Linked DNA regions of Zea mays: regions 1 and 2 are each linked to region 3. Evidence: chromatin contacts called from public Hi-C data. All regions are on one chromosome and are shown on one strand. The core of a region is the stretch at or near the end of the contact, and the rest is flanking DNA. Distances in the headings are between cores, read along the strand shown. Region 1 holds the start of R-S (seed color component at R1). Region 2 holds the start of LOC100273486. Region 3 holds the start of LOC103641988 (subtilisin-like protease 1).

Region 1 (4,498 bases), core at 665-3,164, 260 kb before region 3:
ACTAATAGCGGGAGAATGCTAAGGGGTATTTAGTCCTTTATTGATTCATTTAATGTGTTTTGAATAGTTTTAGTCTCTAGAACCAAATAGGATAGAACTAATCTTTAGTCTAAAGGGACCAAACAGGGCCTAGTTAAGTCACAAAACTACTACGCTGGGATGATCACGAAAGCAAGCAAATAATAGTTTAAATACCAAACACGATCTAGACCGTACCGATGTTCTCGTTACCCAACACTTTCACATTCGAATTTAAATAAATAACTAAAACACACTTCTACTTTTGTCACGCATTTGTAAAAAAACAATACAGTTCACGTTTAGATACATAAATTACAGCTGCACATAGAACAATTAATGAAAAGACCACCACTTGTCACGTTAGGAACCAAGCATACATACCTTTTAAAAAAAGGAACCAGACATGCAGACGCATGCCCCGTGCGGTTGCATGCATGTTAGATCCAATTGGTAGACATTTACCTAAAACTTTGCTTATTTCTCTATTTATCAAACTAAAAAAATGTCTATCTAGATTGACGGTCTATAATTAGCTAGGAGTATCATAGGTCATAGCAAAGCCTAATAATAAATGGGTTTAGTTTCCGGTTGCTCATACGTACACTCTACTAGTCTACTTGCATAGTTTCAGCTCATAACTGTGGTATTACAAGTGGAAAAATAAAAAATGGGAGTTTCCGGGCTTGGTAATGGTAACACTGCATATAGCTACAACTACAACGGCAAAGAAAGGAGAGTTTAATTGACCACGTAGGGCTTATTCGGTTATCTTCCAATCTATGTGGATTTAGTGAGAGTATATGAGTTTAAATTTCAAGTAAATTAATTTTTTTCTTAATTTTTTTTCAATATAATTTAATTCATGTGAAATGGGAATAACCGAACAAGCCGTAGAGAGAAGAGAACACACGCGGCCACACAGGACGCATGATTTGAAAATCGGTCCAGTACTCTCTTAAATCGAGATTGAACAGTAGCAAAGTACTATCATTAACTAAATTGGATATAAAACCTGGCGACATCATTGCAAACAAAAAGGCTCAAGCCTTTTCTGCAAAAAAAAGTTTAAGTAAATGCTCTTTATTTGATATGTATGCGCTGGGAGCCTGGGATCTATAAAAGCTCAGGCAAATGATGCGACGATGATCATCATTCAGCAAAACTACAGAAAACTGCCAACCAAATATCAACTGTACATAATTAATAAGACTTTAATTTACCCTGGTTGAGTGTCTGAAATGGACCAGAAGAGGGCGTAGCTCCAGTTGATGCTCCTGGCGGCTGCAGCAAGCTGGCTCCTCATCAGCTGCCTCTCAGCAGGTCGTTGCAGCAGTTCTTCCGCCTGCTGAACTCGGGAAGCTGAAAGCGCCATCACGCGCCTGCTGAAGCCAGAAAGTCAACGAAGAAGATTAGAAGAATATAATTCTAGCTCGTGCATGCAATTTGCAAGTAACCATTTTCGTTTTGTGCCAGCTGATACTGTGTGGTCTGTAGTCTGTACTCGCTTCTATGTGAAGGAACGAACCTATCTGCGAAGAGTACAACAACTCGATTCTAGATCAGTATTATATTGCTTATTATCTACTGATCATCAGACGATGCCTCGTGAACCGGCGGACGAGGGGCATGCGTATGCTGGAAAGACGTAGAAGGAAGAAACTAGAGAAGCAACGAAGCAATGCAAGAACTTCCATGCGAAGGGTAGAGAAGAACCGGAGGAGCTCTCCTCCGCGCTAAGGGGATCGAACGCCTATGCCATATGGGTGCAAGTAGGCATATATATAGACATCCACGTACACTCTATGTTGGCAATAATGGCGACCTCTTGGTAGCTAGTGAGGAGCGGACGACGAAGACGGGGTAGATGCCTACAGATATGCCACGAACCTTGGGATCCAAGATGGGTTTAATTTATGGACAGAGCTCCAAGTGACCGAGCAAGACGGTGATGGAAGTAGACCCTCTTTGTCTTTGGTGGAGCTCTGGTTGAGTTTAGCTTCTGTAACACTACTGCTGTTCATGTACAGTTTAAGCACTACACGACCCCTCTTTTTCTCTCTCTCTATAGCTCCTTTCTTCTTCTTTCGTAGTCAGTAAAGTCATTTTTTCTTCATCAGAATATCAGATCTAAGTTCTCTGACGCTATATATAATAGCGCCACCACTCATATTATAGCACTGCTTTGGCCCCTAAGCGTGTGTTTGGCTAGCGAGTTGATGATGGTTGGGACGGGTTCAACCCACAACAACCCTTGTTTGGTTCAAAAAGCTCGTGGGTTATAAGTGTTAATCAGGAAGATCGAGACGTGTTTGCATTTGCCACCACATCACTGTATCGAGACTGCTTCCATTTATACTTTTGGATGAACTTGAGCAGTGTAGTAGAAGATAAAAACCGTGTTTTTAGCTTCTGGTTGCTTTTCTGCATAGGCTACATCCGGTTGAAAAGTTAGACAAAGACAATGCTTACAACCTCTCACACTCACATGCCTTTCAATGAAATTTGGAATCCGCTGCAACATCCGATAAATCTTGAAAATTTCAAATGGTATCTATTTCATATATGTTTCTAGCATCATGAGTGACCGTTGTTTGGGTAGTTCACCTTGTTTACCTGTTACTGGCACTTAGTTGATTTCCTACTTATTATATGCTTAGTGCTATCTTTGTGATGAACACCTCTTTAAAATGTTTAAAACTGAATCAAAATACTTACACTTCACATATCTTGTGCATATGATCAGTTTGAGCATCTGCTAGCACGTGCATTTATTGATGCACACTTAGCACAACACCACTTAGAACATTTTTACACTTTGACTGGTATACTCCTGAAGCTCCTGCATTTTCTCCATTTCCTACTCTCTGTTGCATTTCTGCATTTTCTCACGGGGACTTCTCTTGTCGAGGGGAAGTTTTTCTTTCTACCCTTGTTTGTGCCTAATGAGGTCACTTGTCAACAAAAGTGAGAGATTTTGAGATTTCCCAGTTCCTCTATCAAGGGGGAGAAATTTTGTCGTTCGAGCTTCCTCTCATCCAAGGGGGAGAGATGTGTTATTTGGAGATGTTGGTCTTTGTGAGAGATTTTTTGGAGTATTATGACAGGGGAGGAGAATTGAGCCTTTTGGAGATTTTTGCTAGTTCTGTTGAGTTGTTTGCCTCTTTCTAGAGAAACTAGCTTTGATTTTAGCTTTTGTGCTGATTTTATGCCCTGGATTGGTTTTTATGCTCCAATAAAGCTTTTTGTGCTCCGATGAGATTTTGGCTTCTCGCTAGTGGTGTTGAGCCCTACTTTTGCCTCTTATTGAGGGCTAACCTTTTTCTCGCTTAGTCGTGTTGAGTCATTGCCGTTTTCTTTGGGGACAAAGTTTTGCTTACTCCAAATGACTTATATGGATTTTATCTGGCTTTTGGTCATTTGAGTGAGTTTCTCTTCTTCTTCCTCTTTATGTTTACATATACTCATATGGTGGTATTGACAATGCACTCATCAAGGGGGAGATTGCGAACACAAGGTTGACTTGATCCTTGTGGTTTGGGTTGATGATGAGTTAGCACTATGGGGTAGTAAGTGGACTGACCAGAGTGTGAGATTATGCTTGTGCAACCATGTCGGTCGGCTTGTGGTGTGTAGGTGTGGATCATAGGGACGGTGGTCGACGGCTGAGGTGAAGGTCATGCGGGCTCGTGCTGATAGACCGGGAGCGGTGAAGGACGAGTACTGGGTCTTGATTGATGGACCAGAGTAGTCGGGTGACCAGCCACAGTGGTTGTCACCCAGCACATGCACTCGCGCGAGGACGTAGTGGAGTGGACCGTGTTGTTGCCATGGTCAAGGACTGGCGGGACACACATCTGGTCGTGGAGGACATGCACGAGGTGCGGTGCTCATGACAAGTTTGGTGGTTTGGGCCTCAAAACCACCCATCGCTACAGATGGTGGATTTTTCTGAGTTTGGGCCTCAAAACTCGGCGTAGGCGGTTCCGGAGAGAACGATGGCGGTTCGTGGCGTGATCGTCGAGGGTGCGTCAAGGCGAAGTAACTCCGTGTGAAGGACGTGGCCGTCAGATCGAAAACCTAGGGGTTGGTCCATTTCGCCTCGGTGGAGTGGATATACTCTATGTAAAAAGGGTAGTTTTGGATGTGAGAATAACCCTCTATAAATAGAGCAGAGGGCTGGATAGTTTGGTATCTCTTGGTTGTCATTTTGTTTGAGACTACTCATTTAGAACTCTTAGTTTTCTCTCTAGGTAGACATCTGTTGAGTCGAGAGATCCACAGTGATTTTGTACTATCGACTGTGATCTTGTGATCAGAAAGTTTAATCGAAGGAAGGATCGTTGGTACGTCCACAACGTTTGTTTACATCTTCATATCAGTTTTACATACTTGCTGAAATTTGGAGTTGTTTTGGTCACTTGTTCTTCCCTTCCCCCTCTTGTGTTTTCGGTGGAAAACATTTGATTTGAGAGGATTT
Region 2 (4,277 bases), core at 1,316-3,815, 150 kb before region 3:
TTGGGATGATTTTGCTGCGATAGCGATCATGCGAGGGATCCCTGCATTGGAGCTTCCTATAAACTGTAGCGGGTTTTCTGAAGCTAGTTGAACTTTGTAAAGGCCTCGTAGTGTTACCCTGCCTCGCCTCCTCGGTAGAGGTGTATGGGAAGTCGCGATCCCTTGACAGATGGGTAACATGACTTGTGGGTAAAGATGTGCAACCTCTGCAGAGTGTAAAACTGGTATACTAGCCGTGCTCACGGTCATGAGCAGCTCGGACCCTCACATGATTAATTTATGGAACTAAATTCAATTTGTCATATGCATTGCATCGCAGGTGATGTTATTACTTTTCTTAATTGGGTTGGTATTTACTTATACTTAGTAACTGCTAATAAAATTTTGACCAACTTTAAAAGCAATTCTCAGCTCTAACCATTTTCTTTGGTAAGCCTTACACTTCACATGAACTTCCACCTTTGGCGAGTTCATTCACATTATTCCCCACAACTTGTTGAGCGATGAACGTATGTGAGCTCACTCTTGCTGTCTCACACCCCCCACAGGTCAAGAACATGTACCACAGGATGAGGCACATGGAGGATGCTGTGATGTGTTCGTGAGAGACCTAGGCCGTCGTCTCCCAGTCAACTTTGGGTTGCTGGACCGTTGTCTCCTTATAATGTATTTATTTATTTATTTTGTATAGAACTCATATTATATAGTAAAGTTGTGACATTCGATCCTGTGCCATGATTCATCATATGTGTGAGACTTGGTCCCAGCACCTGGTGATTATGTTCGCGCCCGGGTCTTGGTGCTCCGAAACCCGGGTGTGACAGCGTCGCAGCAGTCGGCATATGCTACGGAGTTGGTGGTGGTGTTGTGTCGCTCGGTGGGTCCAGGACTAGGAAGGCACTCGCATTCTCTCGCCCTTCTCGGACTGACGCCTGGTGCGGGTGCCTCTAGGTTTAGAGCTACTCCGGCCGGGCTTCTTTCTCTGCTTGCGTGCTCTCTCCCTATATGTATCTAGCGGTATATTATCTATGTCGACTCCAGATGCCCAGGTCTTCACCGTGTCCTTCTCCGGCAACGAATATATATGCCCGCCTCTTCCCTTCCCTTCGTACCCTACGAAACCTTAGAAATGGGGGAGGCAACGGATGGTGGTCCCTAATTTACTGCCTATGGTACGCGTTCGATGGCTCGGCGTCGCCTGTCTACATGACCTTTCCCTTACCACGGTGTCGACTCGGTATGCTTCTACCACTTCTATATACAAGTCACTCATCCTTCTGTTATTGCAAAAATTATTGTGTTGTTCCTTTGTTGTTTTGTGTGTTAGTTTTTTGTTGTGGTAAGGACTGAACATAATTTGGGTGTGTTAATACTTTATTTATTGTCTGCACATGGTTTGTGTTCTTCTGATGATGGCTCATGGATCCTGCAAAATATGTGTTAGGATTTGGAGATCCATACGAACACTACCCATGGTGCTTGTCCCTTGTGGTGTTGGCTCTTGCATGTATTAGGTCGTTTCTGAGACCACATTGGTGCAATGGACTCCATGGTGTTTGAGGCTGCTGAATCGGATGGAGCAGCAATGATTTGTCATGCTAACAGTAAAAGAAAAGATTATTTGTTGGTTTTAAACGTTAGTAATTGCTACGAAGTACTATAATTTGTATAGAGCACATCTAGTTTGTATTGATGCCTGACTTTAGCAACCACTCAATATTTTGATCTATCTTTTTATAAGTTTGAGTTCATGTGGCTTATTTTAGAAACTCGAGCTCACAAACTTCATCTTATTTGGTCTCTGTATGGTGGAATCATGTCATTCTACAATTTCTGTTCGTTCAGTCAGTCATTGTGAACTCTATTTTAATCGCTCTTTTCATTGGCCGTGTTGTACGAAGACATATTGGATGGAGTAAACAACAACATTAGTAAGTCAAATAAAAAAATATTATGCAGAGAGCGAAGACAATTAATAAAAAAACTTGAGATCTTTTTTGTGAATAGTTTACGTGGGTATTGTTGTAAACCATCGCAATACACGAGCAACTGACTAGTATATTATAAAGTACACGTTTCGAAGATCTACCTAGTCCTGCACATTTAAATGCTAAAAATGCTAAAATTATGCATAAATGAGAGATATAAAATCATGGCTATTGGCTCTAAACTCACAACCACACACCTAACCAAACAAAATATATATGTATATAAATGAAAACTAGTGTTGCTCGGTTTTCTATCTTTTTAAAGAGGTTTTATCTATAATTAAAAATTTATTTTAATCTGCCTGTTCAATCTAATTCGCAACGGAATCGATTCTGTAACGGAATCTGTAGCACGTGAGCTAACCTGGATGTTGGAGAATCCGTTAGAATGAAATATTATATATAGAGTTTAATCTTTATGAAAGGATAAATAAAAAGTTAAATTAAGAGTACAAAATAAAGAGATTTTTGGAGAGGTCTAAGATCTTCATCCGCTAGGGAATTGCCCGCTAATTGGAGTCTCTCCCGTAGTCCCGTGTTTGAGTTGTTCTCTCATCTCCATCTTCGCAACGACCACGAATTCCACGGCCAACCAATCTCTGGTCTATCGCTCTCTTCTCCTTGTCTTTAAATCTGAGACTTTTTTTTGTTCGCGTCCTCCGCCCTCAACCGTAGCCACCTCGCTGCCCCTGCCGCCGACACCCCTGCTCGCCGTTGCTGCAGCCGCACAGGCGATGGATCATGAAGAAGGTAAAGCAGCGCCAACGCGGACCTCGCCGAATTTGAGTGCGATCTGGCTAATCTGGGGCCTGGTTGCCATTGGTGTGCAGTGACCGAATTCCTGGGCCAGGTGCCCCTCCTGCAGTGCCTCCCGGGTTCCTCTATCCGCAGAATCGCGGAGGCCGTCCAGGTCAAGAACTACGGTACGTACCTAGCGCGTCCGTGGGCGCTACTGTGCGCTAGCAGGCTGGATCGATTATCGTTTGATCAGTTTCTTGTGTTTGAGGTGGATACCCTGTGCTTACTCTGTGATATGGTATCAGTTTGTGCTTTTGGAAGTGGACGTGCCCTCGGACGGAGTGAGAAACTGACTTTGTGCTAAGCTCACGAAGTATTTGCGGGTGTTTATTGTTAGTCTATGTATGAGATTACAAGAAAATTCAAGTTTCAGATGTAACCCAATGCGAACATAGCTCGGGGAGAAAGAGGGTGGTGGTCTTTCTGTCAAAGCTCTAACCAGTAGTCCATAATGCATGGATTATGTTTAATTTTAATTGTTTGACCCTTGGTGCCTGCTTAATGTGCTCCCATTATATAAGGCTCTACTGGTTAAAATAGGATTTTATTTTTTCTGTCATTGAAAGTGGTGTGGCGTCAAGGTGAATAATATTTGGCTCTGATACTGGTACGTTGCAGAACCTGGTGACTATGTCGCTCGCGAAGGTGAACCTGTCAATGGCCTTTACATCATAGTGGATGGCCAGGTAAAATTTATGGAAATTCTTGCTTTTGTAGGTTCTATGCATACATGTACAACTTTAGATGGTTAAGCTAAAGAGTTATATGCGCTAAACGTTTCTTGTAGTGTCCCTTTTCACCTCACGGTTACCACCCATCTTCATGGTTACCACCCATCTTCTGAGCTGATGTTTCATTGAATCTGCGCTGGAACAAATAAATGTTCATAAAAGAAACTTCTATACTTCAATTCCACCCATCTTCAGTGTTGATGATTATTTGATTCTGTACTGGTGCGCAGTAGGTTGTAATACCATTGAAAAATACCCAACATGGATATATCACATCAGTAATTGAATACTCATTTGAAACAGGTGGACCATAATTTAGCATGGCTTTTCTTTCTATATTGATCCCTAGTAGATTGCAAAAGAACAACTTTTGTAACAATGACTGTTTGTTTTGTTCTTTCATACAACTTTTATAACAATGACTGTTTGTTTTGTTCTTTCGGTGAAAGACTTAAACTTGACTGAGTGAAGAACAATTTTTATAACAATGATCTTCCTTAACTTTTCCTACCCTAACTCTATTATATTATTAATTTGTCGTGCTGCTGCTTTCATACCTTAAAACTCGGCCGGGGAGGGAAAGACCGCCCTCCCGGTATTATATTTAAGAAGAGACTGAAACAATAGTCCCGGCCGAGAAAATCCCCGAACCCTGGCCCCCCATCACTAACGGGCCGGCGTCAACTGTCCACTCTGCAACGGCCCAACCGGAGGGTGGCGCACAGGACATCGTAACCCGAGAGCGGATGGGGCACAGCGA
Region 3 (4,651 bases), core at 1,921-4,420:
TGTTTGCCATAACATTATGTAAATGTTTTTTTTCAGATCTCCTTAAAAATGAGGTTGTTGAGCGTCGCTAGTCACGCCAGAATCAATGAAATTCAGGTGGAATTCTCTCCCCGTTGATAAAAAAGTTACAATTCAACCAGCTTTGTTACTTCTTATTTGAGGCTAAATTTTATGTCTCAGCATTGCAGATCGCGAGCTTCGGTTCGCAGAAGATACCGTTGCGTTTAAAGACAGGACATATATGTGGTTCGTATAGTCGATCACAGTAGAGTAGACCCATTGAAACATGAGAGCATATTCGAGAGTTTCGTGAAATAATTTTTATTTTGATTTTTAAAATAAAATATTCCATTCAACAGTTTTAGTAAAAGAGTTTATTGATAAATATAAAATTTGTTAAATATCAACTTCAGCTTGTGGTCGAGAGAAGCTCTTTATCTGCTTCTCATTTTTAACGTTTTCTCCTGTAATCAAAGTAAATTGGACGTATAAGTAAATTAAGAAAATAAAGAATTTTATGTGAGAAAAAATGCTAAGGTCCCATTTGGATCCTTTGAATTGGTTTCCATTCTAATAATCCTAATTTAGGAACAAATTTATTCCTAGCATCCATTACTGCCATGGCAAAGTATTTTGTTGTGTCCAAGAGTGACGTCAATCACATACTATGACTTGTGAATCTATCGACTATAAAGTGTATTTACTGTTGGAGCATTTGAGACAATTGCCTTTCTGTCCCAGCTTACCGTCGTTGGCCATGCTACTATTTTGCAGTGCTTTATTATTGAGTAATGAACATGCATGAAGCTAAAGCCATGAGATGCCAATCATATATTTGTATGTTTTGGGCAGTAGGATTTGCATAGTTGCTGGCTTGAAGATAATGGTACATGATTTACCTCACATTAATCCAAACTCACTATCCCCTAATCTTGTTGCAAATGTTGCAGTGTGACTCATCGGAACCTGATTTATGTGATTCGGGATGCAATGGTGTGCTGATGACGACGTCCTTCAGTCATCTCCAAGGCTGGTGGCCTTGAAGGAGAGAAGGATTACCGTTACACTAGGAGTGATGGTAAAAATGCAAGTTTGACAAGTCTAAGATTATTGCTTCAATTCAGAACTTTGGTGTTGTGTCTGTGGATGAGAGTCAAAATGTTGCTAACCTTATCAAACATGGGCCACTGGCAAGTAAGTAAAAGATAAAGAATCTGTTGAAATACATAGAATTCAATATCAAACAATGAAATCGTTGATGCGCGTTCTCTGTTTCATGCAGTTGGCATCAATGTTGCCTACATGCAGACATACATCGAAGGCATGCCATGTCCATACATATGTGGAAGACACCTAGACCATGCTGTTCTCCTTGTTGGCTATGGCGCAGCTGGTTTTGCCCCCATCCGCCTCAAGGACAAGCCTTACTGGATCATCAAGAACTCGTGGGGCATGAACTGGAGGGAGAACGAATACTACAAGATATGCAGGGTTCCAACATTTGCAACAAGTGCGGTAACACCATTCATGTATTAACAATCAAAAGTGTGATAAATATGACACAAACCTCCATCAAAATCGGTTCAATATTGGTTGTTGGTAAAGATTTTAGCGAGGTTGATGACAATATATATATTGTTTATTTTCATGTAATCGTTGTGAATTAATATTTCATTGAATGATTTATATTCTATCGCAATGCACGATACTCTACTATCATATATAGAGCTAATGGTTGTAATGTGCTGGTGAAATAGTTAGATTAAAATAACAATATAACACATATTTATACATAATTTACTGTGGTATTATACGTTTCCGTTGCAACGCACGGGCACTCACCTAGTTAAGCTAATATGATTTTTATACGGATTATATGTGTGTATACTATTGTTGGTAATACGATGAAGATATTTATGTGCTACATTTATGTTATAGGGAAAAGGGTGAAGAGCGTGTTATAAGTCGCAGAGTAGAAACATAGTCCGGTGATACATATAATTAGTTTTCATCCTTCACCCTACAAATTTAAAATAGACTTATATCTGGATTTTTGAAAATGATGCAATGTCATATTCCAAGCCAAATAAGCTACTTTATTAAGTAGATTTCAATTCTTCCAAAATGAAATGATCCAAATAGACTTAAGGTATGTTTGGTTCCTTTAGTGCAGGGATTAAAGTTTAGTTGCAGTCTAAAGTTTAGTCCCTACCCTATTTGGTAACAGAGACTAAAAGTATTTAGAACGTATTAAATGACTCATAAGAAATAATGTCTCTTAACATTCTCTGTGTAACTAAAATAAATGGTGGAATTAATATGGTTTAATCACTTATAGTCACCCCTTGAGAGGCTAGAGATAAGCAATTTAGTCCATGTTTTAGTTCCATCGTTTGATAATTTAGGGACTAAAATAGAATGACTAATCTTTAGTTTCTGAAACCAGACAAGGTCTTAAGTGAAAAATAAAAGTACTAAAAACATATGAGAAAACACATAAGAATTACATGGCATTAGAGCCGCTAATTAGACTTAAGAAACCAACCAACCACAGTTCCATGACTATCTCTTCAGTCATAAATTTTTAGTCAGCCATACCCAACCGAGAAGCTTAACAATTTCCTAAATTACATGATTTAGTTCTTAACTGTTAGAGCTCAATCATTTTTAGTGTTCTGAACACTTTAAATGATATAATATTTTAATTTTTAGGACACTATTTGGAGGCATCTTATTGATGATGCTCTATGACGGCGGTAAACTTTATATTTGTTAGTTTGATGTTTAGGCTCTAAGACGGCCCTAAACTTTAATTTGCTCAAGATTTTAGACTGTTACGACATTATTATTTTTTACTTTATGGTGTGCTTCTGTAGCTTTTATGAACTTTTATTAGTTATTTACTTGATGGGAACTATCTGGTCGCATATACACCCAATTTGAAAATCTTGCGTTTGATGTGGTAGAGCCGTAGAGGCAGCTCGCTAGCTTTGAAAACTTTAGTGTCATGCAAAATTAAACAAATCCTTTTTCCGAGGTCCCATATATATGCATGCCATAGTTAGGAGAGGCGTACATCTCTCGTCTCCATTTCCTCCGCAAGAAGTTGTGTGGTCAGGAACAGGACCAAGCAAACACAAATCTTTGCATCCATTCCCTATTTTAAGCCACACCACCACTTTACCACAGAACGCTTAGCCACTTTTAGAGCACAAGAACAAACCTGCAAGTGCAAGAGGCATGTAGCGCACCTCGTCGTAGTGTCATCTCCCTCCCATTTCGTTCCGCCACACCCCCCATGGACAATCCAATCCACACAAGGTTCACGCTACCGTGTCTTGGCCTCCGCGCTGCCGCGGCCGTGCTCCTCCTCCTCCTCCTCCTGTCCCCGGCGGCGATCACTCCGGTCGCGAGCCACAATGACCACGGCGAGCACAAAAACTACCTCGTCATTGTGCGCAGCAGGTACGAGTACGACAAGAATGTGCACAAGAACGTGTCGAGCTGGCACGCGTCGCTCCTGTCGTCGGTGTGCGACACTGCCAAGGAGGTCCTAGAAGCGGACCCGACCGCCATTAGCCGGCTCATCTACTCCTACCGCACCGTCGTCAACGGCTTCGCCGCCCGCATGACGCCGGAGGAGCTGGACAAGATGTCCAAGATGGAGTGGTTCGATCGAGCCCTCCCCGAGCAGACGTTTCACCTCCTGACCACGCGCACGCCGCACATGCTCGGGCTCATGGGCGGCCGACGGCACGGCGGCCTGTGGAACACAAGCAACATGGGCGAGGGCGTCATCATCGGGATCCTCGACGACGGCATCTACGCCGGGCACCCGTCGTTCGACGGGGCCGGGATGCAGCCGCCGCCGGCCAAGTGGAAGGGCCGGTGCGACTTCAACAAGACGGTGTGCAACAACAAGCTCATCGGCGCGCGGTCCTACTTCGAGTCGGCCAAGTGGAAGTGGAAGGGCCTCCGCGACCCGGTGCTCCCGATCGCCGAGGGGCAGCACGGGACGCACACGTCCAGCACCGCGGCCGGCGCGTTCGTGCCCAACGCCAGCGTCTTCGGCAACGGGCTCGGCACGGCGGCCGGCATGGCCCCGCGCGCGCACATCGCGTTCTACCAGGTGTGCTACGAGGACAAGGGCTGCGACCGGGACGACATACTGGCAGCGGTGGACGACGCCATCGGGGACGGCGTCGACATCCTGTCGCTGTCGCTTGGCCACGAGGATGCCATCGACTTCTCGGACGACCCCGTCTCGCTCGCCGGGTACACGGCGATCCTCAACGGCGTGTTCATCTGCGCCGCGGCGGGCAACACCGGCCCGTCCCCCTCGACCCTCGTCAACGAGGCGCCGTGGCTGCTCACCGTGGGCGCCAGCACCACCGACAGGAGGTTCTTGGCCTCCGTAAAGCTTGGGGACAACGTCCAGATTGACGGCGAGTCGCTCAACGACCCTAACACCACCATGGGCGACCTGGTCCCGCTGGTGCGCGACGTGTCCGATGGCCTGTGCGTCAACGGGAACGTGCTGAAGGCACAAAACGTCTCCGGAAAGATCATCATCTGCGAAGCCGGCGGCGATGTCAGCACCGCGAAGGCCAAGATGCTAAAGGGCATCGGCGTGGTCGGAATGATCGTGGTG

What was found. A called contact is a pair of places that touch in the nucleus more often than the background predicts.
Region 1: a contact with region 3 is called in a Hi-C map of leaf, with 4 times the contacts expected there. The contact joins the promoter of R-S here to the promoter of LOC103641988 in region 3. A contact is called at or near these places in 3 of 25 Hi-C or Micro-C datasets (all in leaf).
Region 2: a contact with region 3 is called in a Hi-C map of ear, with 1.6 times the contacts expected there. The contact joins the promoter of LOC100273486 here to the promoter of LOC103641988 in region 3. A contact is called at or near these places in 2 of 25 Hi-C or Micro-C datasets (ear and leaf).

Annotation. Positions count from the first base shown.
Region 1 is chr10:141,184,911-141,189,408 of Zm-B73-REFERENCE-NAM-5.0, reverse strand. R-S (seed color component at R1) reads right to left here and starts at 1,914. Exons shown (of 9, transcript NM_001111869.2): 1 at 1,547-1,914; 2 at 1,242-1,400. The coding sequence starts at 1,393.
Region 2 is chr10:141,078,445-141,082,721 of Zm-B73-REFERENCE-NAM-5.0, reverse strand. LOC100273486 reads left to right here and starts at 2,565. Exons shown (of 17, transcript NM_001147923.1): 1 at 2,565-2,738; 2 at 2,819-2,911; 3 at 3,405-3,472. The coding sequence starts at 2,723.
Region 3 is chr10:140,930,538-140,935,188 of Zm-B73-REFERENCE-NAM-5.0, reverse strand. LOC103641988 (subtilisin-like protease 1) reads left to right here and starts at 3,170. Exons shown (of 1, transcript XM_008665292.3): 1 at 3,170-4,651. The coding sequence starts at 3,299. It also overlaps the pseudogene LOC103642894.